2 separate regions of the Gossypium hirsutum genome follow, and region 2 is linked to region 1. A link is a contact called in public Hi-C data. All regions are on one chromosome and are shown on one strand. The core of a region is the stretch at or near the end of the contact, and the rest is flanking DNA. Distances in the headings are between cores, read along the strand shown. Region 1 has its middle 17 kb from the start of LOC107950098. Region 2 holds the start of LOC107950097 (ATPase 11, plasma membrane-type).

Evidence for each region. Hi-C and Micro-C count contacts between places; a contact is called where the count stands out from the background.
Region 2: a Hi-C map of leaf shows a contact between it and region 1, with 4 times the contacts expected there. The contact joins the promoter of LOC107950097 here to the enhancer-like site in region 1. A contact is called at or near these places in 5 of 34 Hi-C or Micro-C datasets (leaf and seedling).

Annotation. Positions count from the first base shown.
Region 1 is chrD03:37,419,896-37,424,666 of Gossypium_hirsutum_v2.1, forward strand. No RefSeq gene overlaps it. Among protein-coding and RNA genes, the nearest start is that of LOC107950098, 17 kb to the left of the region's middle. Within about 2 kb of position 2,231, at least 4 of the 9 cell types and tissues checked have an H3K27ac peak or open chromatin away from gene starts, as enhancers often do. A contact at or near this core is called in leaf, where this site is marked.
Region 2 is chrD03:37,490,921-37,495,309 of Gossypium_hirsutum_v2.1, forward strand. It overlaps LOC107950097 (ATPase 11, plasma membrane-type), which reads left to right and starts at 3,135. Exons shown (of 21, transcript XM_041090056.1): 1 at 3,135-3,444; 2 at 3,537-3,639; 3 at 3,755-3,874; 4 at 3,959-4,057; 5 at 4,154-4,291. The coding sequence starts at 3,586.

The sequences.
Region 1 (4,771 bases), core at 981-3,480:
CTCCCTTAAGAGGGAAGATAATAACTATATTAAATAAAGCTTGGATTCTTTTTAAAATAGCTTGGATTATTAAATCCATCTCTAAATTGTCACGACATAATAAAGGAAGAAATTTTAATGCAATATTAGTGAATATATTTTATGCCCCAGTAAATAATAAGAGAATACATTGTCATTAGTGCAAAATAAAAATTATTGAAGGGTCAAAAATAAATATAAATAAATTTATTTTAAAAATTAAAAAGTACCTATAACCATTAAACATAAATAAATGCAAAAACATTAAATCTGAAATTGGGAACCTAAAACCCAAAACCTAAGAGAGAAAAAAATAGTTATAATTAATTTTTAATTTTATAAAATAAAATAAATTGTATATATTTTCAAGTCCTTCAATATTTTTATTTTACACCAATAATGATGTGTCATATTATTATTAATTGATAATGCATGAGATCTATACGATAATGTATCAAAATATTAATCCCATAATAAATATAATTTTTATGGTAGAACATTTTATGTCCATATTGCTTTTCTTTTCCATTTAAACTACCTCATTATGCAATTTTATAAGCAAAAACTAAAGATATTTTATAAGTGGATAATTTTCTTTTAATTAAAGTTATTATTATATTGATTTATTTTTTAATGTATATATGTATATTTGCATCCTACTCAAAATAGTAAGAAAATTTCGCCGAAATTCGAAAAAAGAAAAATGTTAGAATCCATTTGAAACATGGTAATTGGTATCATATCAGAATTGTGTGGATTCATTAATACGTATTGTCTCAGTTCTAAATCAGTAGCAAATCGTCTATGTTCTGTTTCAGTTAAAATTTTGGTATGTTTCGGTCATTTCAATGTATCTCAATCCGTTTCGATTAATATCAGTTTGTACCGGTTGATACAAAATTTTAGCATTTTAAACTAATTTTTAAAAATTTTATTTTAACCATTTTCATTTTCCAAAATTACATTTAAAATGGAAAATGAAAAGTTATTAAATTGAATTATTCAACCCAATTAATCAATTTAAAACTTACATTTAGATATAAATATATATGGATATAATTGAGATATATTTGCATGTTAATATAATATATAATTTATTTTTTAATCAAAATAACATAATTTATGAGAAATAAAAATTAGACTATAACTATATATAAAATATTGAAATTTATATATAATTTATCAAGAAACTAAAAATTAGACTATAAATATGAATATGCGAGAAAATAATTAAAAACATTTATATCGAAACAAGCGGGTATAGATATGTACTAGTACTAAGACAAAAACGGTACGGCCACAGGTACAATAATAACTACCTTGATTTGAACTCAAAATCCTTTTCAATTAAATTTTATGAAATATATGTTGGTCTAACTCAAACTTGAAAGTCTTAACTTAAAAGGAAGCACCTGTTTGCATGGGTTTGAATCGTGTTACCCCTATTCCCTACTCTTAATATTGTATAAAAAAACTTGAAAAGATATGAAAATTAGATGATAAAAGGGAGACAATAACTTAAATCCTATTCTAAATAGACTTAGAAATAACTCGTGCTTAGACGAATCCATGAGTTAGATGGTTGGAGTAAGGAGTTTGTAGCAAAGGATGCAATCACAAAACGATGGTTCGGATAACATGGGGTTGTCTTGGAATAAATGTATTGGAAGTGGGTTGAGTGCATTTAGAATTAGGAGATTGGGGTGTTTTTCTTTCTTTTTATTTTTTTTCTCCCAACGATCGATTAAAGTGGTTGAAAAAGTAAAGGAAATAATTGAAGGAAAAGGTCGTTCATGTTGGGATTTTCCACCCTCCCAAAAAGCAATGCTTTTTTGTTGGCAATGCTATCTTGCCCAAACCTCAGCCTGCTTTTTATCTTTTTTCTTCTTTTGGCCTGTGTGTTCGAATATATTATTGTGCTGTTTAAGGTATTTTCATTAATGTTAATTTTCTTTCTTTCTTTCTTTTTCTAAAAAATAACAATGGATATCTTAATTTTTATAAAAGAGATTTTATTATTTATATTTGAAATTATTGGAAAACCCTCAAAATTTATCCAAGGATGTTACAATATTCTATAGGTTCTTGGAATTTGTGGTTGGGAAAAGCTCAATTTACAATATTCTATCCATCATGGAAAGCCCTAGCATTACATGTGGGTGTGTAGGCTAGCATTTAATTTCATGCTTCACTCCATGATGTCATTTTTTTTTCTCATTGTGGGGGTGGGCAAGGTTCAAGATATGGACTTGTCAATGGACAAGTTGCAGTGCATACAGATGCTTTATGACCCTATAACATAAAACAAACCCATCATCCATTATTGTTTTCACATTTTATTGCTTAATAATTTTTCAGATTTATATTTAATATATACTTGTCAGTGAAATAAAATTATCTTTTAACAATTTTATTGAAATGATATTATTTAATTTACACATCTATAATTATGTAATAAGTATCAACTTTAATTTTCTTTCTTATAATTTGGTGGAAAAGCTAGCTCGACTTACCAAATTAATTGAAGATAACAAAAAATTGATTTTGTAAAATCATATTTGTATTATAACTATCTTAACTCTTAAATTGATTTGTGTTTGTGATTGGGACTCGGCCTTGAAAATTTTGAGATTATTTTGATTTCTTGGGTTAATTATCAATTTAGTGTATGTAATAATTGATTAGATTATGATTATGTATATAGATTTAATTATGATTACAACTCTTTCACAATTTCAAAAATTAGATTTACTTATTTTATGTTTTTTTAGTATTTTTCGTTTTCTACATTCAACTTTTTTAGGTTGTTGGTAGTAGTTTTTCCAATACCTTTTTCGTATTTTTTTTTTAATTTCAATCCATATTATCGTGATTTTATCCACAATTTCATAGTTTTATTTTGTTCATAGTTTCGCAGTTTTGTTCTGTACAAAATTTTTGTGGTTTTGTTTTGTCCACTATGTTTTCTTTAAAAACATATGCGATTTTATTTTTACTTTTAATTTTTAGTCATGTTCTGGCACATATGCGAGATTTGTCAATATAAGGGTGCTATTAGATCTATTAGGAACCGTTCTTGAAGGACTTTATTATGATAGATCATAGTGATGGTGATAGATTCAAGATGATGAGGAGAAGAATAGGCCATCTAAGACTTGGTCTTTTGTGCATCATTGATGCGGTGGGTTTCTTGGGTCTTTAGGCAATTTTTTCTTGGTCAATCGGTGTTTATCATCAAGTTGATTTGATGATGGTGAAGCTAGGATGCAAATTTCAGCAATTTGATCAAGTTGATGAATCTATTATTTTGTTTTTGAATTATTTCAGTATTGCAGCTGCTGTCAAATTGTCTTTTTTTTTTTAGATTACTTTGCAGACATGACATTTGTGCATTAATTTGCAATGATTTATTTATTGTTTGTACTTTGTGTCATGTCTTTGCATTATTATTATTCATGGTTCCTATTAATAATAGTATTTTCTTTTAAAAAAATTTAAATTTAGTTCAAATCTCCTTTTTATATTTTTTATTTTTTAATGAAATAATATTTTAATTTATAGAAACCGTAAACAGCAGTAATATGTAGGCATGATACATAGTATAGAATGACAAATAAAAATGCCTACAAGAGTTCGATAGAAGGGAAAGACAAACTAACAATAAAAACACTTTGAAGGTTAAAAAATGTATTAGAGATGCATCAACTCGATCAACTACCAATTATTGTTTCTTACCCTATCATAGGTAGACTATCCCAATAGCAAATTCCGGTTATAAACCACCAAAAATTCTCACCACATCAATAATGCATGAAAAACCTTATCTCAAATGATCTATCATCATCATTATTATCTCGAAATCTAATCTTGCGATCACTATCACAATATTTTATGATAGAAAAAATCCTTTATAGATGTAACGCGTGCTTGGATTGGTAAATCTTATAAATATGTCAAAATGCATTTGGAAATAAAATTAATTATTAAATAGAAGCAGCTTATTTATTTATTTATTTATTACCGACTCAGCTGAATTTAATTGATTAAATAGGAGCAGATGGTAGAGAGCTTCCAGAACATCAAAGCCACTATCGGCCTTGTATTCCTGAATATTATCTAGACTCATTGTACTTTCTTATTGTTTTATTAATAAGGGAAATTAAAAAATAAATTATAACACCCCCTATCTACCTGCCCTAGTTACATTCAATATATAAAAGGCTACAAGTGTAATACAGAAAACCTAACGTGCATTTTCTATATTTTCATAACTTTATTACACTAATAAATCAAGGCTTTTACATCCATAGTGTTGTTGTCTTATATTCCTCATTTAGAATTTCTTTTATATGGATAATACTGTATTTATCAAAAGCATTAATAGTATATATATGATTGAAGAAGCAGTAGTGCAATAAGCTCCACAAGTTGTAAAAAGCAATGGTCCAGCTAAGGATGGTAAGGGTAGGGTAGGGAGCAATCTCAGTACCTGCCTTCTCTCCTCCACACCTTCAATTCAATTTATATCACAATTTCTTTGATCCTTTTCACGACAATAATTTAAATAAAACTTCTTCATAACCTGGATGCTGCATCCATTGAATATAACTCAAATTATTATTTAGTTAATAAAAATAAAATGTCTAAAACTAATATTAAAAGTAGGACTATTATTTAGTGCATCGTAAAGCTTAAGTTATTTAAAAATATTATACTTCAAAAATAGATTTGAGCAAAAAATTAGGTCTATTTT
Region 2 (4,389 bases), core at 1,885-4,384, 72 kb after region 1:
GTTCGATAACCTACAAATTTCACTTGTCGTGTGAGTATGGAGCCATCACCCAAGAAATTAGGATCACTTTGCAATTCAAGGTCCAAGTTGGTGGTGATTATACCGTCCCAGGTTGAAGTGTAAGTAGTGCTTCAAGTTTACAAAGGTTATGCTGTCAAAGGATAGAGCATAACTAGGGTCATAGTCGACATTGGTTATGCGGGCACGACAACGAGGTTTTCCTCGTCAGTAGAGCATACTTTTTAAAACCCATACACAAGTTCGAGGAAGAAAATCACAGGGGTCATTTAGTATAATCAAGTAATTCATTTTATTTATCTCCACCACAAGCAGTGACCTTGTTACTAAAACCTATTACATCCCAATTTCGTCATAGGTTATAATAACGGGTCACCGCCTTTGGTGGAGATGGGTAAAACGAATTACTCAGTTATATTGAAACGCTATTGTCTTTTTCTTCCTCATACTTGTGTATGAGTTTTATAAAGTATCATCTTTTGATGAAAAAAACAGGTTGTCATGCTCGCATAACCACTGTCAACTACGACCCCAATTATACTTCATCATTTGATAGTATAACCTTTGTAAACTTGAAGCCTTAGTTACACTTCAACCCTATATCGTCAACTGGGACCTTGAGTTGCAACGCGATCCGACTTCCAGGGTGATGGCTCCATACTCACATGGTAGATGAAATTTATAGGTCACCTAGCTCCACGACACTACCATAAATTCAAACATTCCTTAAAACTATAACCATGTCTATCTCAAACGTAGATAAAAATAAATCTACAAACTCTAATTTCCAATAGCAAGAAAAAAAAAGAAAAATTAATTTTTAGTTAAGTGAAAACACGTCCTATAAGGTACGTTTTTTGACGTGGCAATGAAAACGCGCCCTGTAGGATGTGTTTTCAAGAGAGAGAATAAAAACATGCCTTATAGGACGCGTTTTCTTTTCTCTTTCCAAAAACAACGTAGATTGGTAAATTTTAAAAATTCAGCCTAGTTTTTTAGCATATATATATTAACCCATATATTTTTATTAAGTGTTCTATTTGCAATTTGCTATCAAAATCACGATATGGGCTAAAATTGCATATTTTATGATGATATACGATGATAATTATAATTTTCAAGCTATAAATTAAAATAAATTAATAATTTTCTATTATTTTTTAAAAAAAATTTATACTTAATTTAAGTTTGGGTAACTTCGACTTACTTATTCAAATTATTTCGAGTTCCGGTCATTTCGAAGTTGAATCAATTTTGAATTTAAAGTAATTATGGATTGGACATGTCCGAATTATTAAATTTTCATGATTAAATAGAATTGGATTGGATTTGAGTTTAAACTTATCGAGTTAAACTTTTAAATTCGAGTTAGGATAGATAGGATTATTATCTAAGGTTTTTTTTAATAAAAAAGGTAAAAAAAATGAAAGTTAAACCGCAAAAAGAGGAAATGAAAATAAATGAAGCATTTAGAATAATTATAATAAAACAACCAATATAATAACTTTAATTGATTTATATGGCTATTTTTAAAGATTTTAAATCCGAATTCATATTTTAATATATTTTATATGTCTTGTAACTTTTAAATCCAATATTTGAATCCATGTTGATTGATGTAATAATAATAGGAATTAAAGCCGAATCCATTCTGTGATGAATTATAGGTAGAGAGTAGATCGATAAGTAATAAATCCCGCATAAAAAGAGAGAGGGATTTTTCTCTTAAATTTTACACGTAGAGGCGTTATTACATGTCATCAACTTCAAGAGACAGCAGCGTAGGCCAAACATGCATGTGCGTTTTATTAGACACGGGCATATTAAAACTAAAATTCATTTTGAAATAGTAAATTTTATTTTGTCACCAATTCAGCTTCCTATTATTTTATATACAATGTATTATCATAATGTTGTTTTTAATAAATTTCTGTTTTCTTAATTTTTAATTAAATTGACTACAAATTGTTAACAAAAGCAGACAAATCTAAAGGGTAAAACATCCTAGTTCTTTTAAACAAACATTACATTTCTAAAACCATGCCAACTATTTTCTTTTTAATAATTTTATTATGGGTTTTCATCATTTTTGTTCTTTTTAATGTAGTCTCTTCCCAACCCATAAATAAGAAAATAATGTACTTCAGCGCATTCAAACCCATGTCCTCCTACATTGTCAACACTGCTCATGCCTATCGAGTTAAGATTCTATCGGCATGCATGCGAAGTATTAATTGAGATGATTAATTTATGTGTTTCAAGTTTAAATTAACATTATAGTATTATTTTCTTAAAAATATAAAAAGATAAATATATATTTTGTTATTTTGTATGTAAAGAATGTTTCAACTAAGTGAACGTCACAAGTTAATTGGATACAAATTTAGTTAGAAAAAGATGAAAATATCTCACTTTACAAAATAAACTATACTATTTTAAGAGTAAGATTTAAATCCAAAATATCAAAATCTCACTATCTCAACTTTACCCTTTTAACTTTTATTTCAATTTTTATAAATTTATTACATAAATATTTACATCCTGTGGATATATATTTTTAAAGAGTTTAAATTTGAGTAAATTATAGCAATATTAGTGGAAAAAATATAAGTAATAAAATTTTAAGAAATTGATATAAAAATAAAATATTGCTTTGGTCGAAATAATAAAGTCGAGATAGTGGAAATCATGTTGTTTTGAGTTTAAATCATATGTAATATTTTTTTATCTAAAATTATATAAAAATATAAAAACAAAAGTATTCTCAGGTAAACTACATTAGTAGTACTAATATAAAAATGAAAGCACAAAAAAATCTAAAATAAATGGGTGATAAATAGTTAAATGACATTTTTGTAATTTTACAACCATTAAAGAATTTTAAATAATAATATAGCAAATATAATATCGGATGCATGTGTGTAACCATGAGAGGTGACATGATAGTTGCTCTTTATTCCTTATTCATGTGATTAAAGGTTTAATTATTTACTTTTCAAAAACAGCGAAAAAAAGTAGTCATTGCGACACACATTGATATCTTGATTTAGAAAAGAAAAAGTAAAGAGTAGAATGATATATAATATAATTCATTTATGGTAGTATAAATTTACAGTCAGGTGGCTTTTGGATGTTTTTTCTCAAGTAAAAAATAAAATATAAAAAACTAAAGAAGAAAGAGAAACAACTAATAGAAAATGATAGGACTGTTACTTACTGCAGTACTGGATATAGTATATAAAAATCATGTATAAAAAGTTATCAACAACAACACTGCCACTACTTCTTTAAGCGGTTCCTCTTCTTCTTCTCTGTTTGGACTTTTTCTTTTTTCCTGGTTTGTTGTAGTTTTGGAGTTGTTGGGCTGTTCTCATTTTGGTTCCTCAACAGTAATCTAAATTCAAGATCAAGCCTTTTGAAAACTGGGTATCATTTTTTTTCTTTCAACTTTTCTTTTTCTTTTTTCCTTTTCTTGGTAGTTGTGTAATGTCTTCTTTTCTTTTCCTTATTTTTTGCAGCGAGGTAAAGTTCATCTTTTTGGGAGTCTTGAGTTAAGAGCAAGAGAAAATGGGGGATAAAAATGAAGTCTTGGAGGCTGTATTGAAGGAAACTGTGGATTTGGTAAATAGATCTGACCAAACTTTGATGGATTTTGCTTGTGAACTATGATATGTTTCATGTTCACTAGTGTTTTTTTTTTGGTTCATATTATGAGTTATTGTCTTTTTTATAACAGGAAAATATACCCATTGAAGAAGTTTTTGAGAATCTGAGATGTAGCAGAGAAGGTCTCACTACTGAGGCTGCTGAAGAAAGGCTGACCATTTTTGGACACAACAAGCTTGAAGAGAAAAAGGTACTGTTTTTATCTTTACAATTCCTTTAACTTTTCTATGCCTTCTGTTTTCTGAGTTCTGATTTAGGCCTCTTTACCATCCAGGAGAGCAAATTCTTGAAGTTTTTGGGCTTTATGTGGAATCCTCTCTCATGGGTTATGGAAGCTGCTGCTATCATGGCCATTGCTCTTGCAAATGGAGGAGTGAGTGCTTCTTTTAATTGGTCCTATGTCAAAATTATTTCCAAGATCTTTTTGTTTCAGGGTTCTTATTGATGATTTATCTTCTATCTATTGCAGGGAAAGCCACCAGATTGGCAAGACTTTGTTGGTATCATAACTCTGCTTGTCATCAACTCCACCATCAGTTTTATCGAGGAAAATAATGCTGGTAATGCAGCCGCCGCTCTAATGGCTCGTCTTGCCCCTAAAGCAAAGGTATTGTTCGAGTTTCTTGTTAGGGGCTTTGTGTATCTGCTTTATGCTAAAGGCTGCAGTTTTCTTATGATTTTTTTCGAGTTTTTTTGTCGTTGTTA